2 separate regions of the Mus musculus genome follow, and region 1 is linked to region 2. Evidence: chromatin contacts called from public promoter capture Hi-C data. All regions are on one chromosome and are shown on one strand. Each heading gives the region's core, a stretch centred on a gene start, on an enhancer-like site or on the middle of the called end of the contact. The rest is flanking DNA. Distances are from core to core; before and after follow the strand shown. Region 1 holds the start of Prss36 (protease, serine 36). Region 2 holds the start of Ctf2 (cardiotrophin 2).

The links. Promoter capture Hi-C pulls out the DNA fragments that hold promoters and counts their contacts.
Region 1: a promoter capture Hi-C map of hematopoietic stem and progenitor cells shows a contact between it and region 2, with 3 times the contacts expected there. The contact joins the promoter of Prss36 here to the promoter of Ctf2 in region 2. A contact is called at or near these places in 7 of 39 promoter capture datasets (the C10 cell line, cranial neural crest, hematopoietic stem and progenitor cells and 3 more), 4 of 484 Hi-C or Micro-C datasets (bone marrow-derived macrophages, embryonic stem cells and muscle stem cells), 4 of 115 datasets of contacts at active chromatin or transcription factors (bone marrow-derived macrophages, embryonic stem cells, epiblast stem cells and 1 more) and 4 of 9 other capture datasets (adipose tissue, liver, macrophages and 1 more).

What each region holds. Positions count from the first base shown.
Region 1 is chr7:127,945,357-127,949,753 of GRCm38.p6, reverse strand. It overlaps Prss36 (protease, serine 36), which reads left to right and starts at 3,029. Exons shown (of 15, transcript NM_001319147.1): 1 at 3,029-3,342; 2 at 3,665-3,703; 3 at 3,881-3,916; 4 at 4,355-4,397. The coding sequence starts at 3,306.
Region 2 is chr7:127,724,057-127,729,031 of GRCm38.p6, reverse strand. It overlaps Ctf2 (cardiotrophin 2), which reads left to right and starts at 3,416. Exons shown (of 3, transcript NM_198858.1): 1 at 3,416-3,465. The coding sequence starts at 3,450.

The sequences.
Region 1 (4,397 bases), core at 1,780-4,279, 220 kb before region 2:
CTTTTTCTTAAGAGAAACCGTCTCTTTTATCGGGAAATGTAATATCAAAAGCTTGGCTTCAGAACGCCTCTGTTTTTCCAGCACTGAAAGGTCTCTCTATCTTCCCGGCACTCTGAGAAGCTGCATAGCACAAATACCCTGGAATATCTGATGTAATGTTGCACTATGTTGCACTTTTACCCACATTTTCAGTCAAGGAAAACATTTTTTTGGAGTTGATTCATTTGTGTTTCCTTAGCTGACCCTAGAATCTGTTTAGAAACTCCTATTGGTCTCCTCACTCAGGTGTAAAAGCTGTACTCTTAAGGTAGGCTCAAACCAGGAGGTGGTCGCACAGGCATTTAATCCCAGCACTTGGGAGGCAGAAGCAGACAGATCTCTGAGTTCGAGACCAGCCTGGTCTCCAGAGCGAGTTCCAGAAAGAACAGAGTTCAGTGAGACGTCCATTTCTACATAGCCATGGCCTAGTCAAGGTGTGGAGCTTTCTGTGCTCCTTTCAGTCAGTACAGTCACCAGAAAGGACTTCCATTGGGGCTGGAGAGATGGCTCAGCGGGTAAGAGCACTGACTGCTCTTCCAGAGGTCCTGAGTTCAATTCACAGCAACCACATGGTGGCTCACAACCATCCATAATGGGATCTGATGACCTCTTCTGGTGTGTCTGAAGACTTTGATGGATTAGGCCTTTGTTTTAGTTTTGGCAGATAGGGCTGTCTACGTGCTAAGTTTTACAGCCTGAATAGTTCTTCCATCATGGAGTCAGATGTGCTAAGGTCTAGGGCCCTGCTATACTTCCAATCTCAGACAAATCTGACTACAAAACACTTGGAACAACAGACAGAACAGCTCAGCGGAGCCCAGCCACTCACAAAATGAGAAACTCAATAACACGGAGTGTTTCCCTTTAGCTTTGGAGGGAGCCAGGCTGGCCTCACACCGTTCCCCTGCCTCAGCCTCACAAGCATTGTGGTTATGGGCACACACCACTACAATAACTGGCTGTGTATTGTTCTTACTGTTTCCCTCAAAGCTTCTTCCCTGATGGGGACGAAGGTCACACTTTTCCACTGAGGACTGCAGCTTCTACTGGCTGGCTCTTTGCACAGACAGAGCTCTTCTTGAGTGCCAGAAACTACTCTCTATTCCTTCTCTGTCCCCCTCCTTTCTTCTCTCTCTTTGGGGCAAGGCAGCAAGGGCTCCCTCATTGCCACTCCTGTCTACCACTCTCCACTTTGTAGCCTTGAAACAGGATCTCTCATAGAACCAGAGCTCCACTGTTTTGGCTGACTAGTCCTTGAGCTCTTGGCCTCTGTCTTGTTCCAAGGGCAGCTGTGCCTAACTTTTTACACGGGTTCTGAGGATTTGATCTCAGGTTCTCCTCATGCTTACAACACAATCGTTCTTACCTATGGAGACAGCAATCCAGCCCCAGCCCAGACTCTCCATTCCAGCCAGCTAGTGCTTCCTCATCTTTTTGGTTTCCTTCAAGTCTACCCACACATGCAAAAAGCTCTATCCTCAAACACTCACTTCCTCTAAGCAGAGTCATGTTTGCTTGTTTGTTTGTTGAGACAAAGTCTTATGTATGTAGCCCAGGCTGGCCTTAAATTCCTAATGTAGCTAAAAATGACCTTGAACTCCTTTTGAAAAAATAATTTTTAAGATTTATTTATTTTATTTATATGAATACACTGTAGCTGTCTTCAGACACACCAGAAGAGAGCATCGGATCCCACTACAGAAGGTTGTGAGCCACCATGTGGTTGGTGGGAATTGAACTCTGGAACCTCTGGAAGAGCAGTCAGTGCTCTTAGCCACTAAGCCATCTCTCCATCTCTCCAGCCTGCCCGCCTTTAATATTTATTTATTTATTTATTTATTTATTTATTTAATGTATGTGAGTATACTGTCGCTGTCTTCAGATACACCAGAAGAGGGCATCAGCTGGAAGAGCAGTCAGTGCTCTTAACCACTGAGCCATCTCTCCAGCCCTGATACTGAACGTCTGATATTGCACCTACCGCCTACCTCCTAGGTGCTAGGATCATAAGCATTCACCAGCATGCCTGCTTTATGTAAAACTGGGGATCAAGCCCAGAACTTCATGCATTCTAGGCAAACATTTTACCAATTGAGCTATATCTTCTACCCAAACATGTGCTTTTTCCCTTGTTTCTCTCTCTCTCTCTCTCTCTCTCTCTCTCTCTCTCTCTCACACACACACACACACACACATACACGCACACACACACATGCTCGCACACACACTCACACATACTCACACTCACACACACACTCACTCACACACACCCCTCTATGCCATGTGGGTGCTGTTACCCACAGAGAGGGCATAGGAGGGCACCAAATCTGGAGCTGAAGTCACCGGAGGTTGTGAGCTGGTGTTGTGGATTCTGGAAACTGAACTCAGGTCCTCTGGAAGAGCAGCAAGCAATCATAGCAGCTAACCCACATCTCCAGCTTCTGTGTAGTCTAGGAACTGTGGACTGGAGTGCTTTCAGACTTCACAGTGTTGGGGTCACAGGTACTACCACACCCAGTGCCATACCTTCCTTAAATAGACTCCTAATGATAAATAGTGTACCAAGAGACGGAGTGACTTTTCTAAGTCACATGAAGAGCAAGCAAGGAACAGCATTGAGAGTCGACCACCCCAGCACAGAGGGGTTTCCAGCTTTACCAGGCTGCTTAGTCCTCTCCAGTACCCCCAGGCCTTGCTCAACAAGGCAGAATCTGTGATCCCTTTGTTAGGATGGAATTGAATTCCCTAGAGTTCCTGTCCCAGGCCTGGCCAGCAACTCCAGTAACCAGAGCTGTGTGAGAAGAAAAGGCCAAGCCACTGGGGAAGCCACACCCCAATCAAGGGTGAGGTCTCAGGTGAGTCATGCCAAGGGCTACTGCCCAGCCCCATCCTGCTCTTCCACGGACCCAGGGCATGTGCTCCTAGCACTCCACCCACCACAGTCCTCTGAGTCGGTTTAACACACGGGGCGCCCTGCTCAACTCTCCACATCCAACAGGTGTCCTGGAGTGAGGACACCGCCCTACCTCCACTCTGAGCCTCCAGATATGTGAGATGCACCAGAATTCAGGGTGGGGCCTTTGACCTCCCTATTTTCCCCTTTCAGGCCCAGATCCTCTCAGATTCCCACAGATGGGCTCCAGCCAGGGAGGGTGGGGCTACCCCTGGGACCATCAGGAGGAACCAGCTACATAGTCCGGTGACAGAGTGGTGGCAGGAAGCAGCCTCTCACCTGCCTCTGTGCCTCCAGCTGACTTTAGTAGACCATGTCCCATCACCTGTTTCTCCCAGTTGTAATCATGGGTAAGTTCAGAGGACCGGGCTTTAAGAAGCCTGGATACCAACCCTAGAGAGCTGAAAAGCAGGAGATATACCCTGCATCCCTTATGGCAGTAAGATAGCAGAGTAGGCAGAGGAGCAGAGTGTCAAGAGGAAGGACGGGAGGGTGGTGGAAGGAGGAGAGGGCCATACCAGGAGCCCGAGGGATTGTGCAGAAGGGGAAGGGGAAAGGAGGCCTGCATGCCATGGGGAGATGGAACACTGTAAAATAGGATGGAAGGAGAAAGAGCCACACCTAAGTGCATCATCTCTCCAGACTTTCCTTGCCTCCCTCTTGTCTTCTCAGTGGTCAGTCCCATCCCTCCAGGAGCCTTCCAGGACTCAGGTAAGACTGATGGACTGGGGAGAGTTGGGCTCAGATGCCTCAGTGTAGGCAGACCAAAGGGCTGAAACAGGGAACCGGGGGACTGAGGGCAGCAAAAGCCCAGGAAGAGCAGGAAGATGGTGCTGGCAGTGTCGGGGCTGAAGGAGCGTCTTTCTCTCTCTGTCTTCTGTCTTCTAGTGGTCAGTCCTACCCAAGGAGAATTTGAAGACCTAGGTAAGAGAGAGGCATGAGTTGCCTCCAATCTTGTCTTTTGTTTGCTTGCTTGTTTTTGTTTTCGTTTTGCTTTGCTTTGCTTTGCTTTGCTTTGCTCTTGAGACAGGGTCTCTCTCTATAGTCCTAGCTATCCTGAAACTCATTCTCATAGGCCAGGCTAACCTCACACTCACAGAGATCCACCTGTCTTTGCCTCCTGAGCGCTGGCACTAAAGGCTGTCTTGAATCCTAAAGAAGTTTCAAACTGGCTAGGTCATGAGTGAATTGGAAGTGCCCGGGCCCTCCAGCTTTGGCTTGCTCATGTTCAGAAGGGCAAACTGAAGGGGTTCAGGCTCCACCACCACCCTCCCCGAGTTACCAGGGTCTCTGGAGTCCAAGGGATTAGGAGAGGAGGGGAACCCTAACCGAGCTTTGACTTCTAGGGGGTCTCTATTGCAGACTGCGGCCGCCCTGAGCCCTCTTCCCGCATTGTGGGGGGCTC
Region 2 (4,975 bases), core at 2,167-4,666:
ATTGTCCAAGCTACAGAGTGAAACCCTGTCTCAAAATACCAACCCACGGATAAAAGGCCACAGTCTGCAGGGTCTTTTGGTACCTGAAGGACTCAAACTCAGAAAGAGATATTTTCTCATTGATGGTATAGAATCAACTTAGGTGAATATTGAATATCAACAGAGGGCTCTGTGTGTGTGTGTATGTGTGTGTGTGTATGTGTGTGTTTGTGAGAGAGAGAGAGAGAGAGAGAGAGAGAGAGAGAATGAATGAATTTTATTCAGCCATAAAGAATAAAATTTATGCCGGGCACAGGCCTTTAATCTCAGTACTTGGGAGGCAAAGGCAGGTGGATTTCCGAGTTTGAGGCCAGCCTGGTCTACAGAGTGAGTTCCAGGACAGCCAGAGCTACACAGAGAAACCCTGTCTCCAACACCTCCCCCCCAAAAATTATGTTTTTTGAAGGAAAACGGATGCAACTGGAGACTACCATTTAAAAACATTTTGTGGAAAAAATGTGTGTGTGTGTGTGCTTGCGTTTGCTCTATGCTCCTATGCACATGCAAGGGGAAGTCACAGGACAATTTGCATGTTCTTCTGGTGATGTTGTTTGATTGGTAGAGTGTTTATTTAGTATTTGAAAAGTCCTGGGTTCAATCCTTTTTTTTTTTTTTTTTTTGGTTTTTCGAGACAGGGTTTCTCTTTATAGCTCTGGCTGTCCTGGAGCTCACTTTGTAGACCAGGCTGGCCTCGAACTCAGAAATCTGCCTGCCTCTGCCTCCCGAGTGCTGAGGCGTACTGGCTTTTTTTTTTTTTTTTTTTTTTTTTTTTTTTTTTTTTTTTTTTTGGCAATCTAGGCTATAGACTGAGTCCCTGTCTTAAAAAACAAACTCAGTAGGGCTGGAGAGCCAGCTTAAAGGGAGCTCACAACCGCCTGCAACTCTAACTACAGAAGGATTTAGTGCCATCTCCTGGCCTCCACAAGCACCTACACCTGTATGTACACAACGCATGTACACAAATAAACAAAATGTAATGCCAGGAGTGTAACTCAGAAAAACAGCATTTTACTAGCATAGGAAGGGCCTCGGTTCAACTCTACTTCCTCCCACCCGCCAGTATTTGAGACAGGGTGTCAACCGGAACTCACTATAAAGACCAGGCTGGCCTCTAACTCACAGATATCCTTGCCTCCCTAGTGCTAGGATTAAAGTCGTGTGCCACCGAGCCTCGCACGAGTTCTGTTCTTAATACCACAGACAAGGAAGGAAGTAAAGACCAAATCTCAGAGAGATTAACTTTCTCAAGCCAGTGGTGAACACAGGCAGGACTTTCAAGCCTGCTGACCTTTAAACTGCTAGAATTCCCAAGGCGTCGGCTTCTCTCAAGACCAGAACTGCAATAGAGATGGTCAGACCCTCAGGGCAGGGTGAGACAGGGTGATGGGGCTGCTGACCTCCCTAACACTAAGCTGGTCACTTTGAACAAAAAAGAGCTGGCCCTGGGATGAGAGGTGAACCCCCCAGCTCTTTGGTGGGGTCTGGCCTTCCCTTCTGGGTGAGGCCACGCACGCCTTCACCTGCGAGTAGTGGAGATCAAGTATCTGTTCCCCTCCGCCTCCTCCCTCTATTCCACTGCCACGGCCTGGCCCACGCCTCAGTGCACCCACTCAATAGGCCTTCCCTAATCCCCTGACATCATCACCTACCTAGCACTGGCCCTACCTGCCAACCTGGCAGCCCCCATCTTTGGAGATGCTGCCTAGAAACCCCCTACTCAGAACTGTTTTGTGTCCTCAACCTCCTTCCTGAGCCCACAGTTCAGATCTGGGACACCCACTCCCATCCCCGAGCTGGGGACAGGGTCTAGGATTTGCCCGAGTTTTGTTGTGTGATTCCAGGTAAGTGGCTACCCCTTTCTGGACCTTGGATTCCTTAGTTAATTTTGCCTCACTCCCCACCCTCAACTAATCACTCTGAATCCTTTTGGCTTCTTAGGCACTTGTCACTGAGAAAACTTTGTGTTGTTTTATTTTACTTGATTTTACTTTGAGACAGGGTCTCATGTAGTCCAGGCTGGCCTCAAAGTCAAGAGTCCCCCTCTCTAGCCTTCTTAGTCCTAGGATTTTAAACATGTGCTGTCATGCGGACTGAAGCATCAGCTTTCGTCAGTTTCTGTTTCTTGTTGGTCTTCTCCACTGGGGATATCTTCCATTAACCCCAGTGCCACACACAGTAGGAGCTGTACTCTATCTGCTAAGTGAATGAATACAAGTTTCTCTCCACATTATCCTCTACCAGGGGAGGTGGAGCGAACTGTCCTCCAGCCCTCAAGGGAATAAGGACCAGCATTTGGCTGGCACACTCTGTGTCAGAGTGCAAACGGCATCCTTCCATGGTGGGCAAGTTCCCACAGCTCTGGGGAGGGGCCAGAAGGAGCTTTTCTGCACCTCCGGACATCCCCAGGGAAGAAGTCTCAGGAGCACGCACGTGAGGCCGCCTGCACATGTATACTGTACCTAGGCAGAGGGACAGGACCGCCTCAGAGGCTGAGATTGGCAGGGTGAGGACTCCTGTCAGCTGCACATGAGAAGTGTGATTACCTCCAAGTGCACAGCTGTATGCCGTAGGTGCTCGAGCTGGGATTCCAGCTGTTTTGGGATGTGTTTGTTTGTCTGTGTGCGTCTGTACAGATAAGTATGTATCTGTCTAGGACTCTGGGTATGTGATACATGCAAACCTGATAGGATATGTGCATACAGACATGCCTAGGAGGGTCGGCTCCATGTGGGCAGGGATCTGTTGCTTATCTTGTTCCATATTCTGTGCCAAGCACCTGAAGTAGGGACTGGCTCTATGACCCATGAGTACTGGAGCAAACAAACATGTGATATTGCCTGTGCGGTGTATGTCCCTGTATCCAGGGGCACACCTGGGTGTGGGTCATGGGGTTCTCAAACCACTCCCCCTGCTCCTTTCCCAAACTCCTTGAAAGCCAGGGCCCAGTACCTGGGTCCCCATGGGCGGAGCAGGGGGCGGCCTCCTCCTGGGAAACTGGATCCCAGGACGTGCAGAGCAGCAGGGAGCAGGGCTCCCTTTGTCCCCCATAATCCTCTCCCGCCCTTGCCCCCTGCTTTCCAACCACCAGGGTTTAAGGTCAAATTTGGGGGCCTTAGGGGTCTAGGGTGTCAACTTAGTGTCCCCTTCGCTGGCTATTTCTAGCCCTGGGGGCTCTGGTTGGCCTGGAATATATGCCCTCATCTTGGTCCCTCCCAAAACTCTCTATTCTATGCCCTAGCTGGGTCTGTGTCATTCTCTGGCAGGGCCCTGTCTGCTGCTTTCCTAGGGACTAGCTCCCCTCCCTCCTGGGCGGCTCTAAGGCTCAGTCCCAGGTATAAAGCTACCCAAGGAACAGGACAGGTGCCCTGGAAAGACCCAGAGACTGCAGAGGAAGGAGCCAAGGAGGGAGGATGTACTGCCTGCTGGGTGAGTGAGGGTACAGGGTATCAGGGCCCAGAAGCCAGGAAGGAAGATGGCTTTGCCAGCTATATCCTGCTGCTCAGTCTCAGTTACCCAATGACTGTAGGGCTGCTGGGACCCGTACATTCTTACACATAGGACTTACTCACTATCCACTCAAGGAGTGGTTATAGAGGCCCCACTATGTATTGGTACAGTTGTCTCTTGGCATCCACAGAGGATTGATTCTGGGACTTCTCCAGCAGAGACCGAACGCCACCGATGCCCCAATCTCTTAGATACAATGTCATACTTGCATATAACCTATGCACATCTGTTCATATACTTTATAGCTCCTCTAGACTATTATAACTGTTGATGCAGTGTCAATACTGTGTAAGTAGTGTGTTGTATTGTTTAGGAGGCAAGTAAAACAATCTCTGTATGCCCAGTGCAAATGTGATTATTTTGCCTCTGCAGTTGCATGAATGAATGGCTGCAGACATGGAAGGCTAACTGTACTGTGGGATATACAGAAGGGAACAGACATCTACAGGGGGCTGGTGATTGCCCTGTCAGATTTGTGCTATAAGCAACAAAGAAATAAGTCACACTGGGGGCAGCGGTACAGGCTTGTAACCCTAACACCTGGGATGTTGAGGCTGGATGGAGAGTTTGGGGCTAGCCTGGAATACATAGCAAACTCCATCCTAAGCTACATAACAAGACCCTGTCTACAAACAAACAAGAAAATTATGATGGCGTGTGAGAAGAGATGAGCTCACGCAACCTTAGTTTTTTTGGTGTTTGTTTGTTTGTTTGTTTGTCTGTTTTTCTTTTTTCATCAATGTAGGCCACAATATAGTAATGGAGTGTGGTCTTTCACTCAACCTTGTTGAACAAGCTCTGAAGGCGTCTCTGCTCTGTCTTCTTTCTTTCTTTTTAAAACAAGTCAGGGTCTCCCTGTGTAGACCAGACTGTTAAAGAACTCGGAGATCTGCCCCTTCTACTGGAATTAAAAGCACACACCACTTTCGGTTCTCTTCTGATTGGCTCTGAACTTCTGGAGTTTAGGGATGTAAGACAGTTAAGGAGACCACCCTACATTTCCGACCCTCCTTCCCAGGCGGGTGGCCTCACACCGGATGGGAGCACAAGCTTCCCCAGGGATTGGGAGGATCATTTGTCACCGTGTATTCAAATGGGAAACAATCAGCTTCCTGACACCTCTGATCCCAGCACTCTGGAGCGAGCAGCAGGAAGATGGCTAGAAAGCTCAAGGCCAGCCTGAGCCTTTAGATGGGAGGAGACCCTACCCTGTGTGATTTTGCACTGCTAGAGACCCTGCCTCAAACAAAAACAAGAAACCAAACCAAAAAAGGCAGGCCTGGCATGGTGGTGCATGCTTTGAGTTCTAGCACTCTGGAAGACAGAGGCAGGAGGATCTCTGTGAGCTCAAGGCCAGCCTGATCTTCATAGTGAGCTCCAAAACAGCCAGGGCTCTGTTACACAGAGAAACCTTGTCTTGAAAAAACAA